3 separate regions of the Mus musculus genome follow, and regions 1 and 2 are each linked to region 3. The links are chromatin contacts, called in public ChIA-PET and HiChIP or PLAC-seq maps. All regions are on one chromosome and are shown on one strand. The core of a region is the stretch at or near the end of the contact, and the rest is flanking DNA. Distances in the headings are between cores, read along the strand shown. Region 1 overlaps Bco1 (beta-carotene oxygenase 1). Region 2 overlaps Cmip (c-Maf inducing protein). Region 3 has its middle 33 kb from the start of Cmip.

Region 1 (4,172 bases), core at 996-3,495, 100 kb after region 3:
GGATTCAAATCCTGCCCTAATCCCAATGGTGACTCTTTGATGTTGGGCAAGCTACTTTCCCTCTTAACTGGAAACTCTGGGATAAAGAATAACTCAGAGGGTTGCAATGTGAACCGGCAAAAACAGTTAACAGTTCTTAAAACTCTGCAGGGCCTGGAGCAAATAGCCCGAGTTGAGGCCCACGGGCCCTATGCCCAAATGCAGCAGGCTAATTAAGTACACCAAATCGCTCTCCTACCCAGATACAAGGGCTTTTATCATCTGGAACTGCTCTAGCCAAACACTAGAACTAAAGCCAACCTATTTTAATGATAGCAGCTCCTCTTTTTTCTTTTCTGGAAAGAAGAGAAAATTTATTGTGTTTCTGTAGTTGGATTGCTGGGGTCTTTAAAGATTGGCCTTGTTCTGTCCCTCATTAAAGGAGGCTGAGACACAGACAAGAGACGTGTGTGGATACTGAGACTTTTAAAAAAGGATGAAGTGAGATTGAAATTCCCATGGGCCCTGAAGAAGTCACATCTCCCATGCTTTACCGCCACATTCTCGTTGGCAGCTACTGTGATGGACAGGGAGAACATTCTAGCAGCAGAGCAGGTTCTGTCTCAAAGGGGGACCCGGAAGGAGTATGGATCGGAAAGTCTCCTTAGTTCTCAGCCAGACAAAATGGCCAGTGAACACTTCTCACTCTAGGCTCAACCTGGAGCTACACAGATGCCCCACCCAGCACCCCAAGTCCCAGTCAGTCCCAGATACCTCACGGACACACTGGCCATACCCACTGCTCTTAGTGGGACAGAGGCAGTCTCTCAAACAGGTTGGAATCCCGATTATCCGAAGTATGGGTAGGTGTGATGGAGAGATGCCTTTCTTAGTAGGCATGACCTCTTGGCCCTTCAAACTTCTCATCTCGTGGAGAAGGGGCCACACTGGAGACAGAAGGGACAGATAGAGGCCTCTACAGTGACAGTCTCAGAGAATGGGATCCTATTGCCAAAGTCTCAGAGCAGAAAAGACATTTAATACAGGGCCTAGTTCTCAGCACACCTCCGTGGATACTACTTCATCTTATCGTGTATTCATGTCTGTCTTTGGAGACAAACCCCAAATCTGCTAGTCCAGGATCCAAAGCCACCTCACGTAGCTCTAGCATGCCTCCTCCCGTGACAGACTGTGAACCATGACAACGAATTCTCACAAACCCATCTCTTACATGCCGTGGCGCCCTTCAGGACGAGGGCAGGGCAGCTGCCCCACTGTCTGGACATGCCTAGGTTCCTCCCTGCCACTCCTCCACCCCTGCAGAGCTCCACCTCAGGTACCCGCAGCACTACATAAACAGCTGGGGTATTCGGGGGCCCTTCCACTCTGCCTCCGTTTGACCCCAGCTGGCTGAGCATCATAGGTAATCATGAGGTCCTAGACCTCCCACCATCTGCTCTAGCTATAAAGCACTGTTCCCCAGGACATGGTATAAATGCTAACAGGAGAGCTGTGCCCTCTTAGAGACTTCACTTCACGGTTCATTCATTCATTCATTCATTCATTCATGCATGCATGCATGCATTCATTCCCACATTTAAGAGGGGTTTTTCTGTTTTTGTTTCTTTTTTAAAAAAATATTTATTTATTTATTATATGTAAGTATACTATAGCTGACACACCAGAAGAGGGCATCAGATCTCATTATGGATGGTTGTGAACCACCATGTGGTTGCTGGGAATTGAACTCAGGACCTCTGGAAGAGCAGTCAGTGCCATCTCTGAGCTGCTGAGCCATCTCTCCAGCCCCCAAGGGTTTTTAGTTACAAGGATGACCTGCCTCAAGACAGTGTCCCTGCCTTCTAGGAGCCTATGTCTCAGCAGCAAGAGGGGATTAAAGAACCTTGTCATGCTGGAGGTGTGTGTCACCCTAGAGGGTGCCACAGTGTACACACTCCCCTGACAGGGGAGGGAGGGAGGCACAGAGACCTGAAAATGGAGACCTTTCTAAGCCCAGAGAGGCTCTCAGCATGCATTACAGTCACTCAGGATGCTCTGCTTCCAGGGAGTGCTGCAGATGACACAGGACTCCAGAATGGGACACTGAGACAGGCAGAGGGGACATTGATAGGCAAATGTCCCTGAGTACAGGGCATTTGAGAAGGGAGAACTTTCCTGGCTAGGAGGGAGCTGGGCCCTTGGTGCAGGGTGTGTGTGACCGTGTCCACCTACCCATCTGTATACATTCAGGCAGCTGAGTGACTTGAAAGCAAAGAAGCCATCTTTAAGGGACAATAAACAACAATTAAGCAGCGTGGCCAGAACCGCCCATCCAAGGGTTCACTCGCCTTTGCTAATTTCAAAGCACCTGGCGGTTACAAGGTGGCTTTTAAAGACACACAGACAACCCGTTCAAGCTTGGGTTTGAGGAAGTAGCCTTTCCCCCATGTGATCAAAGGGTGTAAACCCTTAAGCGGGGGCAGGGAGGGAGCCTGTCCCTCTTCCTGCATCAGCTCTGGGCTTGTGACTCATGCCTTGAGTGCTCTGTGACACCCTCTCCTTCTTAGACCAGAAGACACTCCCCAGTGCTGCACTGTGGGGCTTTGCCAGGACAAGGGGTGCAGAGGCCAGGACTCAGGTGATTTTACGGAGTAGTGTCGCTATCACATAGTCACCCTCATGATGGTGGGAAGCTAATGCTTAAGTCCTTTCAGTCCCCCACATCCCAGTATTTTCAGTAAAACTGAAACAATTGAGCCTAGGGCGCTGGGCCTCCTGTTTGCTAACGCAAACATAATATCATTGAACTATCCTGTAGTCCTGTCCTGGCTTCTAGATTTTATTTTTATCTTGAGGCAGGGTGTCACTACGTTGCCAGGTTGGCCTTAAAATATTCAGATCTTCCTGCTTCAGCCTCCTGAGCAGTTGGGATTAAAGGCTGGCACAATGAGACCAGCTTGCCTCCGTCCTTTCCTTCCCTTCTTTCCCTTCCCCTTTCCCCCTCCCCCTTTCCCCCTTTTCCCCCCTTTCCCCTTTCCTTTCCTTTTCATCCTTTATTTCTTTTTTTTTTTAAACAAAGATTTACTTACTTTTTATTTTATGTGCCTTTGTGTTTTGCCTGCATGTATGTTTTGAATGCGCCAGACTCCTGGAACTGGAGTTATACACGGTAGTGAGCTGCCGTGTGGGTGCTGGGAATTGAACCTGGGTCCTTTGGAAGAGCAGCCAGTGCTTTTAACTGCTGGGCTACCTTTTCAGCTCCTCCCTCCCTTTCTTTCTTCCTTTTTTTTTTTTAACAATTAAAACAACAACAACAAGAAAGATGACAGTTAAGGTCTCACTAGGCCTCCCACCAACCTAGCTGTTACTTGCCTTTCTCTTGCCTTAGTCTCCTGAGTGCTGGGATTGTTGGCATATGCCAACATGACCAACTGGTTGACCCCTTTCTTTCCTCAAGGTCATATTAGGGATTAAACCCTGAGTCTCAATGTACTAAGCACCCTTTCTCCCCCCGACGTATACCCCTGCGCTGGCTAGTTTTATATCGACTCGATACAAACCAGCGTCATCTGATAAACGAGAGTCGTCTGAAAGAAGGGAAACCTCAATTGAGAAAATGCTTCCGAAGAGCAGGCTGTAGGGCATGTTCTTAATCAGTGATTGATGGGGGAGGGCCCAGACCACTGAGGGTGGTGCCACCTTGGGGCTGGTGGCCTGAGTTCTATAAGGAAGCCGACTAGGGGGCTGGAGAGATGGCTTAGCTTTTAAGAGCACTGGCTGATCTTCCAGAGGTCCTGAGTTCAAATCCCAGAAACTACACAGTGGCTCACAACCGTCTGTAATGGGATTCCCTCTTCTGGCAAGCAGGTACATGTTTAGACGCAGCACTTTTATGCATAAATTCATGAATAAATAAATCTTAAGGCAAAAAACAGAGAAGGAAAGAGGGGGGGAGGGAGGGAAGGAGGGAGGGAGGGAGGGAGGGAGGGAGGGAGGGAGGGAGGGAGGAAGAAAGGAAGGAAGCAGGCTATGAGGACCAAGTAGTACCAGTAAGTGGTACCTCCATGGCCTCTGCATCAGTTTCTGCCTCCAGGTTCCTGCCCTGCTTGAGTTCCTGCCCTGGCTTCTTTCAAATGATGGACTATGATGTGGACACATAAGCAGAATAAACCCTTTCCTCCCTAAGTTGCTTT
Region 2 (4,075 bases), core at 593-3,092, 120 kb before region 3:
TCATACCCACACAACCCCCATGCTCTCTCACTCAAGAATGATGCTGGGGTCATCTCACAATGTCAGGGCTGCAGAAGAGGCTGGCATCAGAGTCACAACACTCAGGTGACAGTGAGGGCACAGCAGAGCTCCAGGTCTGTTCCTTCCTCCCAGGACACCTGGCCTTGATGTACAAGAGGGCCTGGGATCTGAAGGCCCATGTAGATGCTATGTCCCTACGTTCTACAACCTGTCCCTACCTGCCATCCATCCTGGTTTGGTTTCTTGGGCCTCAAATGGACAGACTTGAGGCTTTAGGCCCTGGAGACTACCTCCTTTTTCTTTCTTCTTCTCCTGCTTCAAATGAAGTGCTCCCAAAGCCCAACTTTTTCTTCTTAGAGTGATGCCTAGCCTTGCTATTCTATAAGCTACTGTTTCTGGCCATGGGGACCCTCTCTACCTAGCAAACCAGGGTGCTTAGAGATGGCTCCCAAAGGCCATCAGGCCAGGATTCGGCAGGAGCAGGGGAGGCAGGTGTCTTTCCCTTTCAAGATTTACAGTTCCTGCCACCTCATTTGTACCAAACTGCGTATAGCCCATACTGTCTGCCCCAGAACTGCAATCCAACCACACACCCCTCCCTGTCTCTCCAGATCTTTCCAGAGCTTAGGCCTTACCACACAGTTCTTCCCTGGGCCCAGGAAGCAGTCTACCTACCTGAGCCAGCCATTCTGCATCCTCTCTGCCTCTCGAGGCTCGGCACTGGCCTTGGCCTTCCTTCTACAGTATGAAGGGACAGGTGCCGGACTTGACCCAACCCCACATGACCGTAAGTGCCCCTACCAAACGGGCCTTTGCAGCCTGGTACCAGGTCCGCACTGTAAAGCAGAACTCTGCCACAGTGGGGTGCTTGCGGCCACATGGTGCAATCTGACTGACTTCCAGCAGCTATAGGGAGCTTGGAGCCCTGGAAAGGAGGCTTATGAGTCTGGGCTGCACCTTCGACTTCTGTTTTTCTCTAATTACACGGGCAGACTTATTGTGTGCCCTGCCTCACCATGCCCCATGGTTACAGGACTGGGCAGGGCAGGTGGGTACAGGATTGGCAACAGAACTTGTGCTTGACCACCTACTGACCGTCGTCCTGGATCACTGGGTGGCAGTCACAGTCTCCGTCTCTTTTTGGTCTGAAAACACTCCGAGGGCTGGATGCACAGGGCTTTTATTCCGTTCTGTGCTGTCCTGTCCTGTAAACATCAGCCATAGAAAGGAAGACAGGGACCAGCGAACAACTTGTGACTCAGATACTGTCTCTTCCTCAGCAAGCTCAGGAGCACAACCACCCTTGACCACATCCTCTCGTCCCCTCGCGAAGGGGACAGTGTACCCTGCAACCAACTATCGCCATCTGCACCAGTGTGAGCCAAGCACCCTGTCCTGCGGTCCTCCCCAACCCCAGACACACTACCACCATACCAACACCAGCAGCACCACCGCCGCCACCACCACCAGAGTCACAGAGGAAAATGGAGGGTAAGTCTGCTTTCTCGTCACTCAGAGAACCAGACTTTGGCCCCTTCTTCCTCTTCCCCAGAGCTCTAGCTCCTTGCCTATGGCTTAGTCAATAGAGTCCCCTACAGGAGTTTACAAAATATATGTAAGTTGCAAGGGATGAACGGGGAGTCTTTTATAAACCAAACTGAATGCTTTTCATCCCTGACTGTTGGCTGGGATGTTCCCCCGATGCCTTTACTCACCGTGAGCATCGCCACGTCCCACCCACCCACCCACCCACCCTCCTCGTCCCATTTCCTGCCAATGTAGGTCACGCTGGATTCTCCTGCGTTCCCTAAGTTCTGCCTCCGGTGAGGGTGTGACTCTGTCTGAGACAAATTTAGAAGTTCTCTCACCGGCGTGTAGGGACCCTGTGCACTCTCATTCAACTGACACCCAGACTGTAACCACAACTTGTAAGTCTGTTCAGAGATCTCCTGTCATGTGGGGTTAACAATCATGTCCCTTGTGGGTTCACAAGCAACCTTCACAGAGAAACAATTCCAAGGATAGCAGGGGCATGGTGGTGGTGATGGTGGGGTAAACAGAAACTGATCAGCCAGGTGTATGATAGAGCCCTACCTTCCAACTCTCTGTTTTGCCTGGCTGGAGCCCTGTCCCGTGTTCTCGTCAGACAGGTGAGCCCTCACTGCTTTGCACAATACAGGGATGATGGGTGTGTGAGGTCACACAGTGGGGACCACTGTCTTCCAGGATGAGAGAGGCAAGGAGCTGGGTGGGGAGGCCTCAGACAGGACACAGGAAAAAGAAGGGATTGTTGTCTGTGGCCTGATCCTGCAGAGGTCTAGGAGTGTGCAAGAGGAGGGCTCTTCAGGTGCCAGTAAAACGCTGTCTAAGGAAGGCCTAGGGAGCCAAGGGGCGTTGGTCAGTGTCAGTCGGCATAGAGAATGCAAAGCCTGATGAGTCACACTTGGATTGGCTACCTGGAAAACTCGGGAGTTGGCCTCTGTCTTGCAAAGACTCTGAAGAGTAAAATGCCACATGGAAATTACCCATGCCAGGGATCAGGAGTACAACCTGGGACACACATTCACACATGACACATGTTCACACACACAGACATGTGACACACACATATTTACACATAGCACGCATTCATATATGGCACATAGAAGGCACACATATTCACCACAGCACATGCATACATCATACACATTCATATGTTCCTCCACAAACATTCACCCATACCCCATCTACATACACATTCACACATGAGCATACAAAACCCCTCCACCCACATATTCACAGGCATACACAGAACACCCTACACATCAATATGCAACACACATGTATCAGTGTATACACACCACACCCCTACAAACACAAAACATGCACGTGTTTGTGTGCCTGTATCCACACCCCTAAACATATATACATACATGAGCACTCATGTAAACATGTCCACACCCTCTGTGCATATTCAGTTTGGACGCACATATACAATGTTCCACATTTAAATATAAGTGTATATCGCACACTCCCGTGTGTATTATAAATGTATGTGTGTATACACACGCACACAAATACACAGCTTCATTCACCTGAACTCATGTTTACATGTGAGCAAAGATTCCTTTGCAGAGGCCTGGCAGCCTGTACTGCACCCAGAGCAGAAACAGGGGCTTCCGGGATCCAAGCCATGACAAAGCAGAAGTGGTGTGGGGACACTCACAGCGCCTGGAAATGCTCTGCTCACCAACAAGTAGGGCTCACACGCTCAAGGCACACGCCCAGAGCTCAAGCAGCACCTTGTCATCTCTGAAAGCCCTCACACGCCAGCATCACCTCACACAGCGCTGCAGAGACTCGGCTATAAGAACCCCTCCTTTTCCACGCCTGTGACTTCTCACCCCTGGTGCCACTTAAGAACCAACTTCCTTCTCTCGTGTAAAAGACACTCACACAGATTCAGGAGCCCGTCCTCTGTAAATCCGGATTGATTGTGCCGGGACAGAGCAACCAATGAGTCCAAAGAATACGATGACTGGGTGGGGGCAGCTGACCCTGCCGAGGCCGGTACTTAATTCTACCCAGGACCAATCCAGGGAACCTAGGACTACATGAAAGGAGAAATGGATTCCCTGACTGAGGCTTGTTTACACTGTTCTTGTGCTGGGTGGGTGCGATTTAAAAGCTCCTTAAAGTAGCCGCATTCCGCTAAGATGGGAAGGTGCCTTCCGGTCAGTGTGGGCTATACTAGTGGTAAGAGCCAAGCCTGCTTCCTCTTTAGGAAGAAAGCAGAAGTGGAGATGGAATGTCACTGAGGAGACTCGAGGGGTCACAACAAGGTGGCAGGAGTCAAAATCTCACCCCCACCCCCACCCCACCCCTCCAGGATCTTCACTATGTAGTATGTCCCTCTGGCTGTCCTAGAACTCACTATGTAGACCACACTACCCTTGAACTCTATCTGCCTCTGCCCCCCAGGGGCCAGGATTAAAGATGGGTGTGTACTCCCAACACCCAGGGGGTCAATTGCATAAACAATGAGTCAAGGTTACTTATTTCCTGAGACAGAAAG
Region 3 (4,500 bases), core at 205-2,704:
AGTCATCCTCAGATGATACCAGATGATACTGACTGGCTGGACACAGCCAAGAATGTTCACTGAGGCGGAGGTGGGGAGGGAGGTGGGACATCATGATTAAGAGCACTTGCTCTTACAGAGGACCTGTGTCTATTCCTCTTGTAACCATCGATGACGTCAGTTCCAGGGGATCCACAGGTACAACTCACACGTGCAGTGCCATGCAGTGCACATATATACACTTAGGTGTGTAGTCCTCTCAGGGACCCATTATAGATGGTTGTAAGCCAGAATGTGGTTGCTGGGAATTGAACTAAAGACATTTGGAAAGAGCAACCAGTGCTCGTAACGACTGAGCCATCTCTCCAGCCAGAGGTTCATATACTTAAAATAAAATAAATAAATAAATCTGGAGGAACAACAATATGAACTAACCAGTTCCCCCAGAACTCCCAGGGACTAAACCACCAACCAAAGAGCACACATGGTGGGACTCATGGCTTCAGCTGCATATGTAGCAAAGGATGCCTAGTCAGTCATCAATGGGAGGAGAGGCCCTTGGTCCTGTGAAGGTTCTATGCCCCAGTGTAGGGGAATGCCTGGGCCAGGAAGCAGGAGTGGGTGGGTTGGTGAGCAGGGGGAGGGGATAGGGGGTTTTAGGAGGGGAAACCAGGAAAGGGGATAACATTTGATATGTAAATTGAGAAAATATCTAATAAAAAATAAAAATAAAATTAAATACATAAATCTAAAAAAAAATTTTTAAAGAACATCTACTGTGTAGTGTTGATGCAAAAAATTCAGCTTTCACTTTAAAAGGAATGAAAGACTGTTTCTGGGGGAAAAAAAATTTAAGTGACCATGCACTGCAGATTCAAGGTACCCAAGTTCCATTTTCCAGTGTAGTAACTGTTTTATGAAACTATTAATAGGAACTGGACTAGGAGAATCATAGATAAATGTGTTTTAAATACTTTGGTGGAGACACCAGGTTAAGTGGGTCCCAGCAACGCAGAGACATGTCTATAAGAGGCACCAGATATTATCTGACCACATCCTTAGCTTTGGGGTTGTCAGGAGCGAGGGGGTCTCTATGCATTCCAAACAACTTAACTAATAACCAGAAGGATGTTAGGTCACACACAGAGGAGGGCAAAAAAATGGCTACGACTGGCTAAAGATGGTCCAAGATAATCTGGCTCTGGACCTGCAACATTCCAACCTCTCCCATCACAGAAGTCCTTATCGATCAATCAATATTTATAGACGCAGTTCCCTCCCAGCAATTTTCCTTCACAGTGGTCATGGCTACCCTGAGGCAGGGTATGAGCCAATCAGATCTCCAGAAGTCGGGGACCACTTTGGGTCAGGATCGGGAAAGGTGCAGGGACTTCCAATTCTGCCTCTGCGTCAGCAACAAAGTCCCCAGGGTACTAGGGTTCTGTACTGAACTTGGCTAGGAGGGCACAGGTGACAGGCAGCTAGAGCTCTCTTCCTGCTTCCGGGTTCCAGGCTACCACTCCGAGAGCCTAGAGGCTGAATCCTCGTGGGTTTCGACGCCCTCTGCTGGCCATTTCTACCACTGCACTTGGATGCCAGAAGACTAAACCAGGAATGAGAAAGTATTTGGAAGTTTGTAGCCCTATGATAACAAAGACAAGGAAACTGGTCATGGAGAGAAGATGTGAAGGATTCACCCTAGCCCACAAAATCCCCATAATATTAAAAGTATTTTTGGGGAAAAGTACTGTTCTTGATCTGAGAATGTAGCTTAGTTGGTAGAGGGCTCACCTTGCATGCGAAAGTTTCCATCCACAGCTCTGCCTGGACTATAGTGGGCACATACACCTAGAGGCCCAACACTGAGATGGTGGGTGCAGAAGAAACATAATTTCAAGGTCAAGGCCACTACTTAGTAAGTTTGAAATCAACCTGGGCTATGTGAGACTCAGCCTCAAACCAAATAAAAACTAAGAGCTCTCAAGGGTTCTTCTTTTGATCTTGTTTACATGGACAGAATAACACCCACCCAACAGCTGTCTCTCAGTGAGAGTTACAATGTATCCCGGGGACTGGATTATCATCAAGCCCATTATTCAGATAAGAAAACTGAGGCCAGCCCCCAGCCGGAGACAAAGTCTTGTGTCCTGAGCCCACAGTTGCCATTACAGATGTCAGGGGATTTTGAAGGACAGCAGTAACCACAAGTCCTTGGAGCTTTTAGCCTGAGCACATTACACTTGGAGGCTGTTGGTCTGTCTATTTTCCTGAGTGGGCCCTCTACTGAGCCCTGACTACTCAGGCCCTGCCTAGTGCTCAGGGGCCCTGTGGAAACAGAGAAAAAGTCCTGTGTGGGCTCTGGTGCAGAGCGGCCTTCTCCACTTGCCAGGGACACCCCAGACTGGTTGTACTTAGTGTGATAGGCTCCAATAAAGGGCTGGTGCATAAGGCAGAGGGTCTGATACACCTACTCCAAGTTCCCAAAAGCCCCATGGGATGCACTTGCATAGGTGACGTCCCCCATGTTTCCTGGAATGAACCAGGTGATGCATGGGATGGAAGGAGACTGAGGGAGTCTGCCCGTGTGCTCAGGAAGGCCAGATGCAGCTCAGAAGATGGCTCCATTACTAATGTGTTTGCCTTGAAAACAGGTGGAGGGGCTGGCGAGATGGCTTAGTGGGTAAGAGCACTGATTGCTCTTCTGAAGGTCCTGAGTTCAAATTCCAGCAACTACATGGTGGATCACAACCGCCCGCAATGAGATCTGATGCACTCTTCTGGTGTGTCTGAAGACAGCTGCAGTGTACTTAATTATAATAATAAATCTTTGGGCTGGAGTGAGTGGGGTTGGCCAGAGCAAGCGGGGCCACCAGAGCAAGCAGAGGTCCTAAAATTCAATCCCCAACAACCACATGAAGACTCACAACCATCTGTACAGTTACAGTGTATCCATATGTTGTGGATAGTTCTGGGGCTAATTATATTTGATGTTAATTCCGTTCTCCTGTGAGTGGTTTTGAACAAAGAATGAGTCAGCACTCAGGTGATTTCCTGTAAACCTGCTACCCCCCTTAATTTTTAAAATAAAGGAGAGCTGATGATTGGGCAGATAAAAGGGAAGGTGGAGCTGAAGATGGAGAGAGGGAAGAAGGAAAAAATGGAAGAGGGAGAAGACACCGAGGAGGAAGAAGAAAAGCGGAGCAGAAGCGCATGGCCTGGAGAAACCACAAGTTCTAAGGGGTCTCACAGATGTGGAAGGTGGTAGTGTAGCGGTAGTTCTGCCCAATGCCACAGCGTGTATTCATATTAATTGAGTTATGCTTTCATTGCCAGGGCATATTTGGGTTGAAAATTTACCACAACACCCATATACATAAAATAAATAAATCTTAAAATAAATAAATACATAAACATTTAGAAAATAAAAGAAATTTATGAAATGTTTAAAAAGAAAGAAGAAGAAGAAGAAGAAGAAGAAGAAGAAGAAGAAGAAGAAGAAGAAGAAGAAGAAGAAGAAGAAGAAGAAGAAGAAGAAGAAGAAGAAGAAGAAGAAGAAAAGAAAACAGGAGGGCCTGGGACCCATCTTCAGAACCCACTTTACAAAGTTAGGCACGTGGTCAACACTAGGAATCCTAGCATTGTGGAGGCAAAGACAGTGGACTCAAGTTGGCAGCCACCCAAAGATGCTTGGCAGGTTCAGGGCCAGAGAGAAACATTGTATCAAGAATAACAAATTCAATAGCCGGGCGTGGTGGTGCAGGCCTTTAATCCCAGCACTCGGGAGGCAGAGGCAGGTGTAAAGAGTTCGAGGCCAGCGTGGTCTACAGAGTGAGTTCCAGGCCAGCCAGGACCAAAAAAAAAAAAAAAAAAAAAAGAATAACAAGTTCAGGGCCAGAGGAAACATTGTATCAAGAATAACACTACCACCAACAGCAACAACAATGAATATGAGATATCTGAGGGTGTTCCCAAACCCTGGTACACTCTCAAACACAAAAGAGTCAAGGGTCTGGGAGGTGGAGTTAAGAGTACTGGCTGCTCTTGCACAGAGTCCAGGTTCACTTTCCAGCACCCACATGACGACTTATAACCACCCAGGGTATAATGATGGCCTCTGTGAGTCCCATGCATACGCTTGGCACACAGACATCCACAGACATCATGCAGGCACTCCTATGCATGAATTAAAAGTCTATAAATCACTAAGAAACGAAAGGATGTAGCTCACTGGTAGAGCAACACCAGAGAGGGCTAGCTCTTGGCCTCTTCTGTAACATCTTTTAAAAGCAAGTCCCTCTGGGCTGGGACGATGGCACAGGGGTAAAGCACTTGTCACACAAGTCTGACATCCTGAGTTGCATCCTTGGGACAACTCTAACAAACCCATGCCCTTTCTATTAAAATAATACTTGGTTTGTGGTCTACTCTGGTTTTTAGAGCTTTTTCTTTTTCCATGCTTGTGTAGCCTATTCCAATACAAGGATTAGGTCCTCAGTAGCTACTTCTTAGTACTGGGCTGAC

The links. ChIA-PET counts read pairs in DNA pulled down with a chosen protein or histone mark. HiChIP or PLAC-seq counts read pairs in DNA pulled down with a chosen protein or histone mark.
Region 1: a contact with region 3 is called in an RNA polymerase II ChIA-PET map of effector CD8 T cells, with 5 read pairs. The contact joins two enhancer-like sites. A contact is called at or near these places in 10 of 484 Hi-C or Micro-C datasets (CD4 T cells, the MNK3 cell line, brown adipocytes and 6 more) and 2 of 115 datasets of contacts at active chromatin or transcription factors (effector CD8 T cells and embryonic stem cells).
Region 2: a contact with region 3 is called in an H3K27ac HiChIP or PLAC-seq map of acute myeloid leukemia, with 2.5 times the contacts expected there. The contact joins two enhancer-like sites. A contact is called at or near these places in 15 of 484 Hi-C or Micro-C datasets (CD4 T cells, CD8 T cells, ECoMG-derived neutrophils and 9 more), 8 of 115 datasets of contacts at active chromatin or transcription factors (acute myeloid leukemia, bone marrow-derived dendritic cells, bone marrow-derived macrophages and 4 more) and 5 of 9 other capture datasets (adipose tissue, embryonic stem cells, liver and 2 more).

The regions. Positions count from the first base shown.
Region 1 is chr8:117,119,749-117,123,920 of GRCm38.p6, reverse strand. All of the region lies in intron 7 of Bco1 (beta-carotene oxygenase 1), which reads right to left. Among named protein-coding and RNA genes, the nearest start is that of Bco1, 26 kb to the right of the region's middle. Within about 2 kb of position 2,245, at least 109 of the 459 cell types and tissues checked have an H3K27ac peak or open chromatin away from gene starts, as enhancers often do. A contact at or near this core is called in effector CD8 T cells, where this site is marked.
Region 2 is chr8:117,342,873-117,346,947 of GRCm38.p6, reverse strand. The region is part of intron 1 of Cmip (c-Maf inducing protein); the gene reads right to left. Among named protein-coding and RNA genes, the nearest start is that of Gm51554, 30 kb to the right of the region's middle. Within about 2 kb of position 1,842, at least 38 of the 459 cell types and tissues checked have an H3K27ac peak or open chromatin away from gene starts, as enhancers often do. A contact at or near this core is called in CD8 T cells, ECoMG-derived neutrophils and acute myeloid leukemia, where this site is marked.
Region 3 is chr8:117,221,770-117,226,269 of GRCm38.p6, reverse strand. No RefSeq gene overlaps it. Among named protein-coding and RNA genes, the nearest start is that of Cmip, 33 kb to the left of the region's middle. Within about 2 kb of position 1,454, at least 169 of the 459 cell types and tissues checked have an H3K27ac peak or open chromatin away from gene starts, as enhancers often do. A contact at or near this core is called in CD8 T cells, ECoMG-derived neutrophils, acute myeloid leukemia and 1 more, where this site is marked.